2 separate regions of the Ovis aries genome follow, and region 2 is linked to region 1. Evidence: chromatin contacts called from public Hi-C data. All regions are on one chromosome and are shown on one strand. The core of a region is the stretch at or near the end of the contact, and the rest is flanking DNA. Distances in the headings are between cores, read along the strand shown. Region 1 has its middle 180 kb from the start of EN1. Region 2 holds the start of EN1 (engrailed homeobox 1).

The links. Hi-C and Micro-C count contacts between places; a contact is called where the count stands out from the background.
Region 2: a contact with region 1 is called in a Hi-C map of tail adipose tissue, with 2.7 times the contacts expected there. The contact joins the promoter of EN1 here to the enhancer-like site in region 1. A contact is called at or near these places in 2 of 16 Hi-C or Micro-C datasets (both in tail adipose tissue).

The regions. Positions count from the first base shown.
Region 1 is chr2:183,974,012-183,981,668 of ARS-UI_Ramb_v3.0, reverse strand. No RefSeq gene overlaps it. Among named protein-coding and RNA genes, the nearest start is that of EN1, 180 kb to the left of the region's middle. Within about 2 kb of position 3,183, at least 5 of the 54 cell types and tissues checked have an H3K27ac peak or open chromatin away from gene starts, as enhancers often do. A contact at or near this core is called in tail adipose tissue, where this site is marked.
Region 2 is chr2:184,153,004-184,160,660 of ARS-UI_Ramb_v3.0, reverse strand. It overlaps EN1 (engrailed homeobox 1), which reads left to right and starts at 3,096. Exons shown (of 2, transcript XM_027965030.3): 1 at 3,096-4,035; 2 at 7,105-7,657. The coding sequence starts at 3,138. The coding sequence ends at 7,421. It overlaps LOC132659321 (a long non-coding RNA gene), which reads right to left and starts at 5,058. Exons shown (of 5, transcript XR_009599622.1): 1 at 4,933-5,058. It overlaps LOC121818550 (a long non-coding RNA gene), which reads left to right. Exons shown (of 2, transcript XR_006058516.1): 2 at 1-266.

The DNA of each region.
Region 1 (7,657 bases), core at 1,934-4,433:
AGCACTTGTTTGGGAAAGGGAGCTCTGATCCAGCGCAGATGGGGAAAACTGAGAGACCTCTCCCCACGCCCCCTCCACACACTCACCGTCCACTCTTCTCTGCATGTCCCACCCTCCCTTCCCTCTGGTGCAGGAAAGGAAGGTTTTCTGCATCTGAAGTCAAGGCCATGACCACATCCAGCACACTGACCACAGCAAGGGGTGGCCTCACATCCTCCTTGGGAAGTCACAGAGGCCAGTGCAGATCACTGTTGGTCATTGCCCAAATGGGAAAGAACATTTTTTCCCCAGACCATTATTAAGAATTTTATACAATCACACATGCTCATCTCTCTCACGTGCAGACATACACTCCCAAAGAGAAAAACTCATCCCTGAGTATTGGGTCATAAATTATATGAGGTACATTTCATTATAAAGTACATTTCTTTAGTCCTTTATGAATGCTCTCCACTTACCCCAGGAGGGCTGTAATGTACACTGACATCTTACTTTCTTCCAAGAAGCATTCCCTCGAATTGTTTAGTATGTGGGGCCTGGCTGGGCAAACAAACCTATGCTAGAAAATGAAGGCAGTCGACTCTTATAAATGGGAATACAATCACGCATCTATGCTTGGGCTCCAGGGAGCTCACATATAATCTTTAGAAAAGCTGGGTAAGTAAACATCAGAGAAAGAAATGTCTGATGGAGAAAGCGGTCTGCATAAACAGTGAAATGCATAATTGCTACGGTCCAGGAATATTGGAAGCCAAGTGATTCTAAAGCTGGAAAGCCATGAATGAGTATTTAACAAGTCGGTCCTCATTATGTTTGATTTTTAATTTTGATGACTTACTGTATCAGTCCATCCCTCTCCCAGCCCCCACCTGATCCTTTCTAAGATACATTCTCTTAAAGTGGAAAACTGTGGAAAGGTAAAAAAATTGAGCAATTTAGAGACAACATCGGGGCCTTTCCACTTTCATCAGCTAACAAAACCAGCAGCAGCAGAGGATGTGGCAGGATCTTTGAGCGGTTGGGTTTTATTGAAACTGAAATAGTTCAGTTTTACCTTGCAGAAGATCAGAAACCAAAATTGAACTTATAAAATTGAACTCAGATGAAGAACACTCCTGTCTTTGGAGTGCTACTAAACAATCTGCAAATTATTTAAATTAAACCAACCCAGCCTTCAACATCTGCACACAAAATGCTTAAATTCCAAGTGCAACTTTACTGGCATAAGAAAATAATAAGGGGAGTTCAATTTGTGTCAGCATGGCTCAGGAAAATAAGATATCATGTCTTGCTGTCTGCTTGATGTCAGCTTCTCAGATGCGAGCCCTAATGCCTCATCCTAGACTGTCCGCACCAGAGCCTGCCAAACAGAGAAGTTCAGCCAAAGTTCACCAAGCTACTACCAAATAGCTTTCCCCCCCTCCTTTTTCAATCATTAGAAACCTTCTGTTTTATATTGTGCACACGTGATCGTATCTACCTCTTAAAACATATATAACTCTATTAGCTTCTCCTATTCCTTGGGAATGCTGTCAATTCTTTTCTGTGATGAGTTTGTTCCATGGCTTAGAGATATTCAACTTTTAAACTTTCACTGCATTTACTAGATCCTATCTGAAATGCTTGGTCAGGAGACACAGATAAAATCTGTAATATTCAAGATGATTTGAAAATAATTCTTTTTTAAATAAACAAATAAATAATTGGAAAAAAAAGCAGACCAATCAATCACTGTCCAAGAGGGCTTCAGAAATGCTTTTTCAGCCCTTTCTTTCTCCTCATTCAAATCAGAGGCTTACTTAGGGCTTGCCAGAGAACCTGTGCTAAGACTAGCATCCAACTCTCCAAAAACCCCCGAGCACAGACTTCAGTTCTAATCTCCTCTTCAGCTGAGCTCCTGAGACGACCAACAGGGTAATTACACAGACCGTTTTCCTCATTTTCGTTGTTTAGTCTTGATTTACTTTAAATGACTGCAACTCTCATTCCTCCCAGTGAAATTGTGCACCCACACTTTTAATCATACAAAACCAACATTTTAATGCTGCTGGGTGATGTATCAATTTAGGGTCCTGGGATGACCAAAGAGCTAGAATTTCACTCATCAGCAGAAATGCAGCTTGAGTAGGTGTGTGAAGACAAAAATAAGCGCAGTGAAGTCTTTGATCTACTGCGTACATCTTCTATAAAAATACCTTTCCTATAGTGTAACATGTCACATTTAATCTATGTTCCATCTTTCCCATCTATCTTCCAACCATCTCTTGGTCCTTTTTTTAAAGAACCAAACACCAATGCTCTAAACAGCCTTGTGGGAGCAAAGTCTTCTTTGTTCCCATTTGGTGATATGCTTAGGGTGGGGTGTGAAAACCCCACCAGACAACAGGAAGAATACCTCCCTGGCCTATCACGTTCAAATTCAGTACTGGGCTACTCCCTTCTTACTGTTTCAAAGACAATTAAAATAATGTTGAAATTCACATTTCAGGTAAGTCATAGCTGATTATAAAACAGTTATATATAAAAAAATCTTTCTTTACAATTAGCTTTGATTCGGACAACATTCACTTACATTAAATATTTGTCTACCAATTGCTGAGAATGGTTTCTTGAAGCAATTTGGATAAACTAGTACACATCAACCTGGTCTAAATACAAACAAAAGTGAAACAAATCCTAAAATATAGCAATATTAAAAGTATAATCTTATCCCATGCTGATGATTATTATCTTGATTTCTTTTCATCTTTCATATCGTAAAATAATTCAGCTTAAGCACCGCATGTAAAGGAGCTGGTCTACTGATTCATATTTCACTTAATCTGGTATCAATTACTGGCTGAGATTTGGAAAATTCAATGTCTGTGTAGATGAAATGCTTTAATACCTTAGATAGTAGCTGGTTTCTGGGTCCAGCCTGAAATGACATGGTCAGAAAAGTTTAAAATATTTTTGCTAGATTCAAAGATGAGCAAGATTAAAAATTCCCAAATGTGTATTCTGGAATCCCTCCAAAACATTCCATCTTTATTCATTATTGGATATTGTCTTGATTAAAATTCCTGTTGGTTTGTTCTATGGTTAAGTAGTAATCTTGTATCTTAGCATTTGGAATGTATTGGTATCATGTGACGAGCACAGAGCCCGAATGAATATAGAGAGATCTCTTTCACAAGTCAACAAGGAGGACTTAGAGCGTTCAGATTTCAGCAGAGCTGTTTGGGGGGAGATGGGGGTTATCTGCTCAGCACATTCTTTCCAAAAAGTGAGTCAGAAAGAGAACTGTTCAAAGCAAAATGATTTTTCCTACAACACCAACGTCCTGAATCAAGGCAGTTTTCTCTAGAGGAAATAAGATATTTTCCCTTTTCTTTTTCTTTATCTCTTTTGTTCTATTTCTAGCATTTGGTGCCCTTCATTGCTAGTTTCACCCAGTAACATGTGAAAAATGTACTCGACAATGCAAAGCAGATGACTTGGTCACCATCTTCTGAGTCACCATTCTGTTCTCTGCATTCCTGCAGATGCCTTTCAAAACCAGAAAATGATTCTGTTAGGAGCCAGAGAGAAGGAAAATAACACTGAAAAAAATGTGCCTACTTATACAGCCAGCACAGATACTTTTGTGACTTGTCCCCTAACTGGCAACCTGCTTGGCACTGGGTGTTCCCAGGGAGTTTAGGCCTAGACCCGAAGCCTGGAGAAGGTCTGGGAGAGCAGAGAAGTTCACTTTGGCAGGCTTCGCTGGCCTTTCATTTTATTTTACATCTTAATGGTTACATGGAAGGGAGCGCTGTGACAGGGAGGAAAGGGGAGGACATTGGTGAAGATCTGGGCCTCTTGAGGCGAGGTGAGCTGTGTCTACCTCTTGTGTGCTGCAGATGCATCTGTTAGTTAGAAAAAGTCAGAGCCAAGGTTGTAGGCATAGACCCAACTTTTAAGAAAGTTGTCAGGTATACCAAGTCACCCTCTAAGTCCTCTCTGGAGTGGTAGGTTGGGATATCTCATGAGATTGGGTGAAGATATGATCCCAGTGACCATGACTCTGGAGAAATGAGTCAACTGACTGCTTTCATGGGTGCAAAAGAGCACACAGTAGGTGCTGTATGCCTCTCTGGGCATCAGGAAGCATGCCTCCTAGTGATCTGGTCTTTGTCTTGGGGAAGGGGGTAGATTAGACCACATTTCATTAGAGTTTTACCAATGAATGTGTTCACTAAGCATCTCACTCACCATACGCAGAGATAATGATCAAGAAGATGTCCAGTTTGTTGTACACAAGCTCTAAGAAGAAGGTTATATCTGTTTCATTCTTACCCTAAGAACCAGTGCTTATGACAGCGGCTGCACATAAATATCTGTCAATGAATGAATGGTATGATATGAAGATGCTGAATCAAAAACCAGCCAATGCACTGGTCAGGGGGATTTTGAGCATAGTGAGCCTATAATCACACTCGGTATCTTAACAAGCTAAATTTTAAGAAGACTGAAGCAAGGAAAGGGAGAGTACATGGTAACAATCATTGGCACTTGCATGTATTAGAAAATTTCTCCTATTCTTTGATGAGTAGGTATGGTCCCATTTTCCAGATTAGGAAACTGCGACTTGGAGAAGATAAGCCATTTGCCTAAGATCACACAGCTAACGAGTGATTGATATGTGGTTCAGACCCAGGACTCTTATGTTGGAGTTTATGTTCAGATGGGACTAGAGGGTGTGTATTTCTGAGTATTGTGACTGCTACACCCCATATATCCACAAAAATAGTCCCCCCAGATTCAGATTGGCTTTTAATAGTCCATGCATCTGATATCGTTTTCTAGGTTGGCAAAACTATTTTTCAATTACTCCAGCACTTCCTTACCAGAGTCTCACTACATCAGCATTTAGGGATATATAAGACTGCTTACACTGATGCTGGAAAAAAGTTTTAAAATCTTTTTATGGGAAGTTTTTAGAATTCTGTGATTTAAACCAGATTAAACAGGTGAAAGAGCTTTTTTAGACTGCTTGGCTCAATACTAAAAAATTTGTTCTGAATCCAAATCCAGGATAAATATATTAGCTTTTTCTAGCCAAGAGTTTACAGAAGCAAGAAATAAATCAACATGCCTTCAACCCCAGGAGGTTCATGGAAGAGGGAGATGAATGCATGATCAGGTCTCAGAGGGCTCAGGCTTTAGTTCCAACTCTGCTTTTGAACTGCTGTGTGATCTTGGATAAGTCCCTTCACCTCTCAGGATGGCAGGCTTATCTATGATCAAATAAGGGAATAATAACCCTTGCTTTGCTTGCTGTGCTGTGCTTAGTTGCTCAGTCATATCTGATTCTTTGCCACCCCATGGACTGTAGCCTACCAGGCTCTTCTGTCCATGGGGGTTCTCCACGCAAGAGTACTGGAGTAAGTTCCCATGCCGTCCTCCAGAAGATCTTCCTGACCCAAGGATCAAAGGAGGGTCTCCTGCATTGCAGATGGATTCTTTACCAGTTGAGCTACCAGGGAAGCCCCTTGCTATGCTTCCTGCTCAGATATTGGAATCAAGAGAAATAATGGAATTACAATACTTTGAAAAGTTATAGAATCCAATTAAGAAAGCATCTAAGTTTGTGATGAAAGTGTACTACTTTCTGTTTGAATGGAGTTTGAGATTTTCCCCATCTAACTATTTTAACTTAATTTTCATCTTCAAAGATAACACATACTTTTCTCATTTAGAATTTTACCGGGCTTTTTCACTGAACCTAATGGCACTCTTCTCCCCTTTGGCATTTGTAAATATTTCTCTGATTTTTTTTTCCTTTTTAATTTTAGTTCAATCAGAATTTACTGTTTTTCTCTAAGGCAATAAGTCCAAGTACCTGAATTCACCTCAAAGGGCACAGAGAGTTGAGATATTTCTCTCTGTACATACATTTCTAGGGTTGGCCCCAGATATGAAACATAATTATGGTGCTTTCTTGCCTGATATTAGACAAGTCTGAGGAGGCCTGGCGTACATTCCTTGGGCTCATGAGTAATTATGGTGTTGGTGATGATCAGCTACTTTATAAGGTCTTGAGTGGCTGAGATTCTAGTTTTTATGCAATGCACATAGCCCATGAATTTAATTACCACCATCTTGGTGCCTGACAAATATGCTTCGCTTGTAAGCCCTGTACGTATTTACGTTCAGACGGGACTAGAGGGCATGTACTTCTGAGTATTGTGGCTGCTACACCCAATACATCCACAAAAATAGTCCCCCCAGAGTCAGATTGGCTTTTGTTTTAATAGTCCATGCATCTGATATTGTTTTCTAGGTTGGCAAAACTATTTTTCAAGTTCTCTTTTTCTCCACCTCCTTTCTTCTCCCTTCCTGCCTTTGTCTAAACTTTAGAATGCTGTGTTTCCTTTTGAAAGATTAAGTAAGAGGGAACACGTGTGTAAAGTCATGGCCAACTACCATGTGCTGAGGGCTGGTGAGGTGAAGGCTAAAGGCCAAATGACTTCAACACCTGACAAGTGTGTGGATCTCATTATGGCCATGGTGTCTGGGGGCCTTGAAAAATCAATAGATTTACAGGATGCATAGTCAACATTTGGTGAGAAAGCAGGTCTTCAGTGATTTTGTTTCTAACCCATGGCAGAGGTGTGTGTGTGTGCTCAGTCATGTCCAACTCTTTGCAGCCCCACGGACTAGCCCACCAGGCTCCTCTCTTGATGGAATTTTCTAGGCAAGAATACTGGAGTGGATTGCCATTCCCTTCTCCAGGGATTGTCTCAACCCAGAATTGAACCTGTGTCTCTTGCATCTCCTACATGGGCAGGTGGATTCTTTACCACTAGCACCACCTGGGAAGTCCATGGCCCTTCAAAAAAACAATCTTTTTGTTTCTTGGCAGGAAAGTTTCCATCTGCCCCATATATGTAGGGATTCACAGAGCTTGAAGCAGTATTTGAGATTATCTTGTCTAATGTGTTTATGTTATAAATGAGTAGCATGAGCCCAGGAAGGAGAGGGTCCTAAAGCCTCATAACCAACCAGATTCCCTGACTCCCACCTCAGGCTTCCATCTTTCACACCTGCTGTTGTGGTGCTGACTCATACTCACTTATCCAGGGAGGGGATTTTGAGCACCCATTCTGTGGCTGGGGGTAAGCGACTTGGCCTGGGACTCACAAAGAAGTCATTCAGGCATAGTTTTGGCCTTCAAGGAATTTGTTAGCAAATTGGAGAGTCAAGACTAATGTGACACAGCAGCCTCAGGTGTAAATGGCTACATATAGGTCGCAGTCAGGCTACACACAGGTATTAATAAATGGAGCCGTTGACCCGTTCCTCAGGATGTCAGCGTGAGGAAGGCTAGGCTTCTGGGAAAAGACTTGGAGCTAGAACTTTTGGAAGTTTGAAGTTTTGGAATTCCAGGAAGGAGCAGGGCTTGCGAAAGTCTCAGAAGCCTGAAAGAACAGCCTGTGAGTAAGAGTTTGGAGGGAAGACAAGCCAACTTCTTAGTCCCTGTGTGGAGGGCGTGGCGTGAGGTTGGCTCCACAGCATAGGAACACAATGCAGCCTTTTGTCCAGGCTAAGGTGTCTACTTCCTTGTGCAGAGAATGGATGTCCACTACAATTTTAAGTAGGGTAGTGAGGAGAACAAAAAGTGAAGATAACTGGT
Region 2 (7,657 bases), core at 1,847-4,346, 180 kb before region 1:
GGCGCGGGCCCTGGTAGGGGTCTCGGAGAGCAAGCGGCTCTGGATGCGGAGCGTCGGCGGAGGCCTGGCCTGGGGGAGGATGCTGTTGCGGGTGGGGGGACGAACCAGCGCGAGGAGCACCGCCTAATCCAGCCGGAGCTCGTGGGCCGCGGGTGCATTTATCATCCCATTACTGTAACAAATCCGGGCTCCACTACATGAAAGGTAAAATGAATTACCGACGTTAAGCCGTCAATAAAGTCATTTCTGTAAATGGTGTCTCCAAAGGGCCGCCGCATTATTCAGCTGGCTTTATCAGCTGGCTGGAAATTACGTGGAGGAGCCGGGCCGCGCGGCGCGCGGGGCCGCTCACTTTGATTAAGCGTCTTGCCAGCGCGATGTGACAGAGCTTTTGACCAGGGTTTTATTCACAGGCCTGTGATGAACGCCAAGCTGATCAGGCGGAATGAAGAGTAATTAAAACCTATAAATTATCTTCCGCAGCCCTTCTCGAGGCGTCTCCTGCAGGCGAGATAAGGCGTCGAGACCCTATTTACGGCGCTGAAAGGGACCGCGGCGCACAAAAGCTACGCGGCTAAATAGGATATTGATAGTGTCCTAATTAGAATTTAATTAAGTACCCACGCTCGCTTGCGGGATAAAGATTTCAATTTTGCTAACTTAAATATAAATAATCCCACACCCATTTCGGGGAGAATGGGTGGGGGCACAGGGAGATTTCGGGGAGCCCTTGGGTGCAGAACTGAGGAGGACCCGGGAGACCTTCAGGTGGGTTTGGGGGACGACTTGGGAGGTTTGAGGAGATCACGTCGGGCCTGCTTTAGCGCAGCGCTTCGGGAAAGTGGTTCTCGCCGCCCCGGAACCGCTGGGAAAGTCCAGCTAGAATTCCAAAAGCCCCGAGCATCGGAAGACCCTCGGCTGACCCGGAGATGCAGCTAGCAATACCAACTCCCGCTCTCCACTAGCCCCTTGTGAGAAACTTCGGTTAGTGCGGGGGTTCCGGTTATTGTGATTTTCGTTTTATTCTCTTCCTAACCCTCTGTGACTTTTCTGGGCACAGGAGGATTATTTTGCATGCTTCCGTTAGACAACATCCTCAAAAAGATCCTTTCTCCATCGCCCCAGTTAAGAATGGCGGTTCCGACTAGATGCCCACTGGAGCTCCGTGATAACACCCTCTCGGAGGCCTCAGTTGCCCGAGTTTTTCTATGCTTCACCACATGGTCGGATCCCGGCCCTCCTTGGTAGGCAAACCAAACCCCGCCGATGTTCAGCGCCTCACCTTCCCCTACCCTGTCCCTGGCAGTGGGAAAACTTCGGGGTGCCTCGACAAGGAAACAGCGAAGAAGAGCCAGCGACTGGAGACAGATCTCCGTGAGCGTGGGAGCGGCGGGAGCCCGTGCAGTTCCTCCCTCCCCCAAAAAACTGATAAGAAAATTCAGGGCTACAGTGAAGGGGCCTTTAAGGACTGGGGAACAATCCCAGGAAAATCTGGGCTACTGGGGGAAATTCGCTGTCCAGCTGGCTAGGGCAAATACCAAGAGTGCAGTACTTTTATCCGCTGGATTTCACTTCGCGTGGAAATAGAAAACGGAGGTTTCCCTGAGCTCAAAAGCCAGGGCCTCGGGGGTATCCGCACCCTGACTTACTTGGCTCAGGACAACTGTAAGGTGCCCGGACCGCTCGACTCTGGCGGCCAGAAAAGGACTCTCTCGCGCCCTCTGGACCTGGCTTAATGGCGGCGGGACAGCTCCTAGGGGTTGTCAAAGGTCCCGCCAGGGAAGGGCATGGGTACGGAAACCCCGGGAAGGGCACGCAGTGCAGCCGGCCAACATCCACTACAACCCTACAAACCTAGCTAGGCGCAGCTGGCCGCTGGCGTTTGCTACTTGTGAAAAATAAACCGCTCCACTGAAAGTAGCCAAATCTACGTCTGTTTCACGTCTCCGACCACCCTCGGTTCACCTCTCCCCACCCCACACCCCCCACTCCCCAAACACACACCATATACACACAGACTCCGACAGTGATAGCACTCTTTCACCCTTAATAACGAGCAAGAAAAAGCTAGAGCGAGAAAATAAACGGCTGTTTCTTAGGCATGGGGGTTGCCAAAAGAGCCGATGCCGCTGCCTCCTGATCCTGCGCCTGTACGGACGCACTCATAATTCTGCATTTCTCCAACAAGTTGTTTATGGAGTTGTCTATTTGCGTACACCCCGCAATCCACCCCTTCTCGGTCTCCTTTGCCCCTTCCTCGGTCCTGGCCTGAAAGAGGGGGAGGGGCTCGGGTGCGGATAAGGGAGGGAGGGCCGGACACACGGGGCCCGCGCCGCGGCTCCCCCTCTCCGCCCGCGGCCGCCGCCCCCGGATTATTTATCCGCAAAGTCCCGCGCGCGCCTATTGGGCCGAGGCCCGGGTGTCAGCGCGAGTCCTGGCTCGCCATTGGCCCCGCACACGTGCGGCCCTGACTCACGTGCTTCCGGTTTGAAGGCAAAAAGTGTGCCTGGGTGATTTTTTTTTAAGCGAGAGAGTTTGAGCAAAGATCCGAGCTGTCAGAGATTTGAAAAAAAAAAAAAAAAAAAGCAGCCCCGGCGCTGGCGGAGACGCGCTCTCCCTGCAAAAAAAGCAAAGGCGATTAAAGGCGCTGCCAGCCTCGCGCTCTGGGCACAGCTGAGCGTGACACTCGGGGAAGTCAAACCCCTCACTACTGCCTAGGAAAATGGCTAGACTTTAAAGACTATTTTTTTTTTTTATCTTTAAGAAAAAAAAATTCTTGGAGATTTTTTTCTTGCTTTTTCCTTTCCTGTTTTTTTTTTTTCTTTATTTTTAGCCGTGGCTTACTCCCCATTTAAAACAAATTGATTCTGGTTGCAGAAAGAAAAAAGAAATAGCCAAGTGTCTCCATATCTGGATATCTACAAATTAGAGAGAGACAGCGAGATCTGCTCGATAAGAGCGAGAGATCCAGGCCAGGCGCCTGGGCTTTTTTTTCTGCACCCGCCCCGTGCCTTCGCTGGGGCTTTGCCGGCCTCCTTCCTCCGCACACCCCCACGGGCCGCTGGCAAAGTGGGGTGGGGAGCGAGGCGGGGGGGGCGGGGGCCGGCGCGGCGGCCGAGGCGGCGGGGCGGCCGAGCATGGAAGAACAGCAGCCGGAACCTAAAAGTCAGCGCGACTCGGGCCTCGGCGCGGCGGCGGCGGTGGCGGCGGCCCCCGGCAGCCTCACCCTGAGTCTCAGCCCCGGCGCAAGCGGCAGCAGCAGCAGCGATGGAGACAGCGTGCCGGTGTCCCCACAGCCTGCGCCCCCCTCGCCGCCCACGGCGCCCTGCCTGCCGCCCCTGGCCCACCACCCGCATCTCCCCCCGCACCCCCCGCCCCCGCCGCCGCCGCCGCCGCCGCCGCAGCAGCAGCAGCATCTCGCGGCGCCTGCTCACCAGCCGCAGCCCGCGGCCCAGCTGCACCGCACCACCAACTTTTTCATCGACAACATCCTGAGGCCGGACTTCGGCTGCAAAAAGGAGCAGCCGCCGCCGCAGCTCCTGGTGGCGGCGGCGGCGGCGGCCGGAGGAGGCACAGGCGGAGGCCGGGTCGAGCGTGACAGAGGCCAGACCGGCTCAGGTAGAGACCCCGTCCACCCGCTGGGTACGAGGTCGCCAGGCGCCGCCTCACTCCTGTGCACCGCGGACGGGAACTGTGGCCCACCCGACGGCTCCCCGCCAGCCACCGCCGGCGGCGCGGGCGCGTCCAAAGCTGGGAACCCGGCGGCGGCGGCGGCGGCAGCGGCTGCAGCAGCGGCCGTGGCGGCGGCGGCGGCGGCGGCAGCAGCGGCCAAGCCTTCGGACAACGGCGGTGGCAGTGGAGGCGGCGTGGGGAGTCCAGGTGCGCAGGGTGCCAAGTACCCGGAGCACAGCAACCCGGCCATACTGCTAATGGGCTCAGCCAACGGCGGGCCCGTCGTCAAAACTGACTCGCAGCAACCCCTCGTGTGGCCCGCCTGGGTCTACTGCACGCGCTACTCCGATCGCCCGTCCTCCGGTGAGTACCCAGCCCTAGGCTGCGCGGTGAACAGGCAGACGCCGGTAGAACTCTCAGCCGCCGGGCTGGGGAGAGCGTGCGGGCCGGATCCCGAGGGTTCTCTTTTCTCACGCCTGCTCTCTCATTTTCACCTTCGATTCCAGTCACTACCGACTGTTATACCGAGTTTTGCGTTCCCGGGCTCTGCGACTACCACCTGGGAGGTTACGGCTCAGGGTTACAGGGAGTGGATCCTTCGATTTTGAACTCCGAGCCCTTCTCGCCTTCTTTGTGTTTTACCTTTATTATTCTTAGTAAACACCCAATCAGTCATTGCTTTTTCTTCCAGGAAAAGGGGTTTTTAGAATCAGCGGGAAGGTGGGCCTAGCGATCTGGGTCTCAAATCCTGCGGAGGCCGAAACTGAGCAAGGCTTTGATTAGAGAAATTATCTTCGCTTTGTGTCGTTGCAGACATAAACACTGTATCGATATTTTCTGCGGAGAGATCATTTGCAAAGAGATAGATGTAAGGAGACACAGGAAGAAAGAGAAACGTGTCTGATAGCTGTCCTTCTTCGGCAAGCCGGGTAGCCAAAAGGGCCTGACCCGCCTGGGTAGAATCCAGGGAAAGGCGGTTTCGGAAACAGCGGGTGCCGAGAGCCCCTGGCTCCCGATTCTCTGGAACTGACAGATAAACGAGGGAGAGGACAGAAAATACCTTAGGCTCAGGCCAGAGACCTGGGCCGAGGGCATGAGAGCCAGCCCCCACCTCAGCTTCTCCGTGGCCGCCTGGCACATCCTCCCGGGCCCTGCCCCTTCCTTTTTTCACTCCTTCCTTCCGTACATCTGCCCGTTAGCAAATTTCTGCCAGCCATGGGCCCATTTTTCTCAATTTTCCTTTGGCCTTTCCCCACATACCTCTTTGAGTTTGGAGAACCCCAGGCCGAGAGGTACTCAGGGGCAGCCACGAGGCCCCTGGAGAGGAGGCTGTGGCCTGCCCGCCTCCGGGGACCGCAGCTCCCAGGAGGCTGATGGGCGCCTCGAGGAGGGCGGCAGGGGTTCTGGTCTACGATTGGGGTTCCGCGCCTGGGTCTGGCAGGAGGCCGGGCTGGCGTCGCCGTGTGGCGCTCCACTCCGAGTGGTCTCTGACTTCCCACCGCTGCTGGCCGGGCGCGGATCGATGAGCGCTATCAGCCCCCGCCATCTCGAGCCCCGTTATTGACACATCGGGCTCCCTGAACCTCCGAAAAGCTGCTTTGATTGACTCGCCTGATGGATAGAGTGATTGAGCTGTCAGGCTGTGCCGCTCAGGCTGGCCAGGAGGCTACGATTTTATTACAAGTGTTCATGCCTCTGCAAGGGCACCCATACACACAGTAACAACAACAACAACAACAAAACAATTGCAACAATGCTCTAACAACCTAAGGGATGCCCGTCTCACAATGGGGCCTTTCTGAGGTTGCACACATTTCCTGGGCCACTTCTGCTCGACCAGCTAATTACTAACCTAAACCAAGGCCTTCCTGGCCCCTCACCCCGCCTCCCAGTGCTTTCTGCATCGGGCTCAGGAGTGGGCCTTGTCTTTGTTCTTGGCTGCTTTCCTTCTTACAAACCTGGGGAGGCAGGGTGCTGGTTTCTAATCCTGCAGGGGCAGTTGAGGGAGAGGAACCTCAACCCAGTCTTGAGTTGCGGTGGTCGGCCAGGCCTGGACTCTTTTGTCACAGGACAGCTGGTGACCCCTGGCGCTGGACTGCCCCAGAGGCCAGCTGCCTGGTTTACCCCTCTGCCACTAGGTTTGGAGATGCCGGTGCAGACCCTTCTTTCCAGACAATTTTAGAGGTTAACAGGCCAGATAGGGACTTCGCGCAGCTCGGGAAGCTCCCATAATCATGACAGGGCCCAGCAAGTAAATGCCAGAGAAGACTTACTTGTGGAGGCCTCTCTTTTTCCTCCTCTCTTCAGGGCTGGGCTTCATAGCCAGCCCTCTTCCCAGACTAGTTTTTGAGGGACAATTCACTTTCCTAGGAAGGTTTCATGTCGCCTCTTCCTATAACCATCTTAGGGCATAGCACAGATTTTTGCTGGAATTGTCCCACCCTTTCTGTCCCTCTGTCACTGTTTTGCTCCTGGATGTGGGGAGGGGGATGCAGTTTTCTTGCAGATCACCATAGGTGGGCAGAAAAGACAGCTCTGACTTGCTTTTGTCGTTCGGTTTTCAGTCCTGAAATTGCAGCTTCTGTATCCGAAGGACTAGGGAGAGAGACCTGCCTGTGCCACTGGGTATAGGATGGGGAGGGTCCTCTCTTTCTTACTGGTACCATTCAAGGGACAAAGCAGAGAACCCAGGGGCCTGGGCATGTGGGTAAGGCATACAACTGGGAGAAGGCCTCTTCTCCCCTTTCCAGGAAGCAGGTGGACAGTGTCTTCCTGGGACTCCATAAGGGGCTTCGTTTTAGGCCAGAGGGAAAGAAGAGCAGGTAGAGAGAACAGATGCTGAATGTTTTGGAGCTAGGGAGCCCTCCTTATCCCCTTGTTTTCTGGAGTCCGCAGCTACAAGCCCATGTGGTCTTATTGTAGGTGTATGGGTATAGATGCACTTCTTGAGGAGGGGGAGAAAAATAGTTTGCAGGCTGGCAATTCCCTCAGGGCAGTCTTATCCCAGTCTTCATGACTCCAGTGTTGAGCCTCTTTTTGTGCCAAAGCTGTGAAGACAGCAGGCCCCTGACCTCCAACTCTGGGTTGGGCCTGATAGGGCTCCAAATATCTTTCCATCTTGGACTCTATGATTTAAGCCTATCACGGCTGGGTCTATTCTGAATTGGGGTGTGAGGTGCATACACAACTTCGGCAGGCCAGTTTTCCTCTGTGACCCTTCTGGCATCCCAGAGGATTCCCAGAGGGGAGCCCAGCAACCCCAGTAGCCAGCAGATTGATCTAGGGGCTCATGGGCGGGAGGGGCTGCACGGCCTCTGCTATCGCCCCAGAAGCTCGGGGGGAGATCCTCCAGCTCCGCTCCGCAATTCTCACGGCTTCCTCTGCCCTCTCCCCCCTGCCCTCTGCCCCTTGTCCCCACCTCCGATGCTGCAGGTCCCCGCACCAGGAAGCTGAAGAAGAAGAAGAACGAGAAGGAGGACAAGCGGCCGAGGACGGCGTTCACGGCCGAGCAGCTGCAGAGACTCAAGGCGGAGTTCCAGGCGAACCGCTACATCACTGAGCAGCGGCGGCAGACGCTGGCCCAGGAGCTCAGCCTCAACGAGTCCCAGATCAAGATCTGGTTCCAGAACAAGCGCGCCAAGATCAAGAAAGCCACGGGCATCAAGAACGGCCTGGCGCTGCACCTCATGGCGCAAGGACTGTACAACCATTCAACCACCACGGTCCAGGACAAAGACGAGAGCGAGTAGCCGCCGCCGGCAGAGGCCGCGCGGTCCGGCCGCCGCACCCGCGCCCCCTCCTGGCACCGCGGCCGCCGCCGTGTGGGCCCCACGCCCCGGGGAGAAAGAATCAGCGTAAAGGAGGAAGGGAGCAACAGGGAAAAGAGAGAGAAAGAGGTTCCCAGAATGGAGAGTCACATTGGAACGAGACATTTCTTTTTTTCAAAAGGGAGAAAGACTCAGACAGGTGCTATTGAAAAATAAGA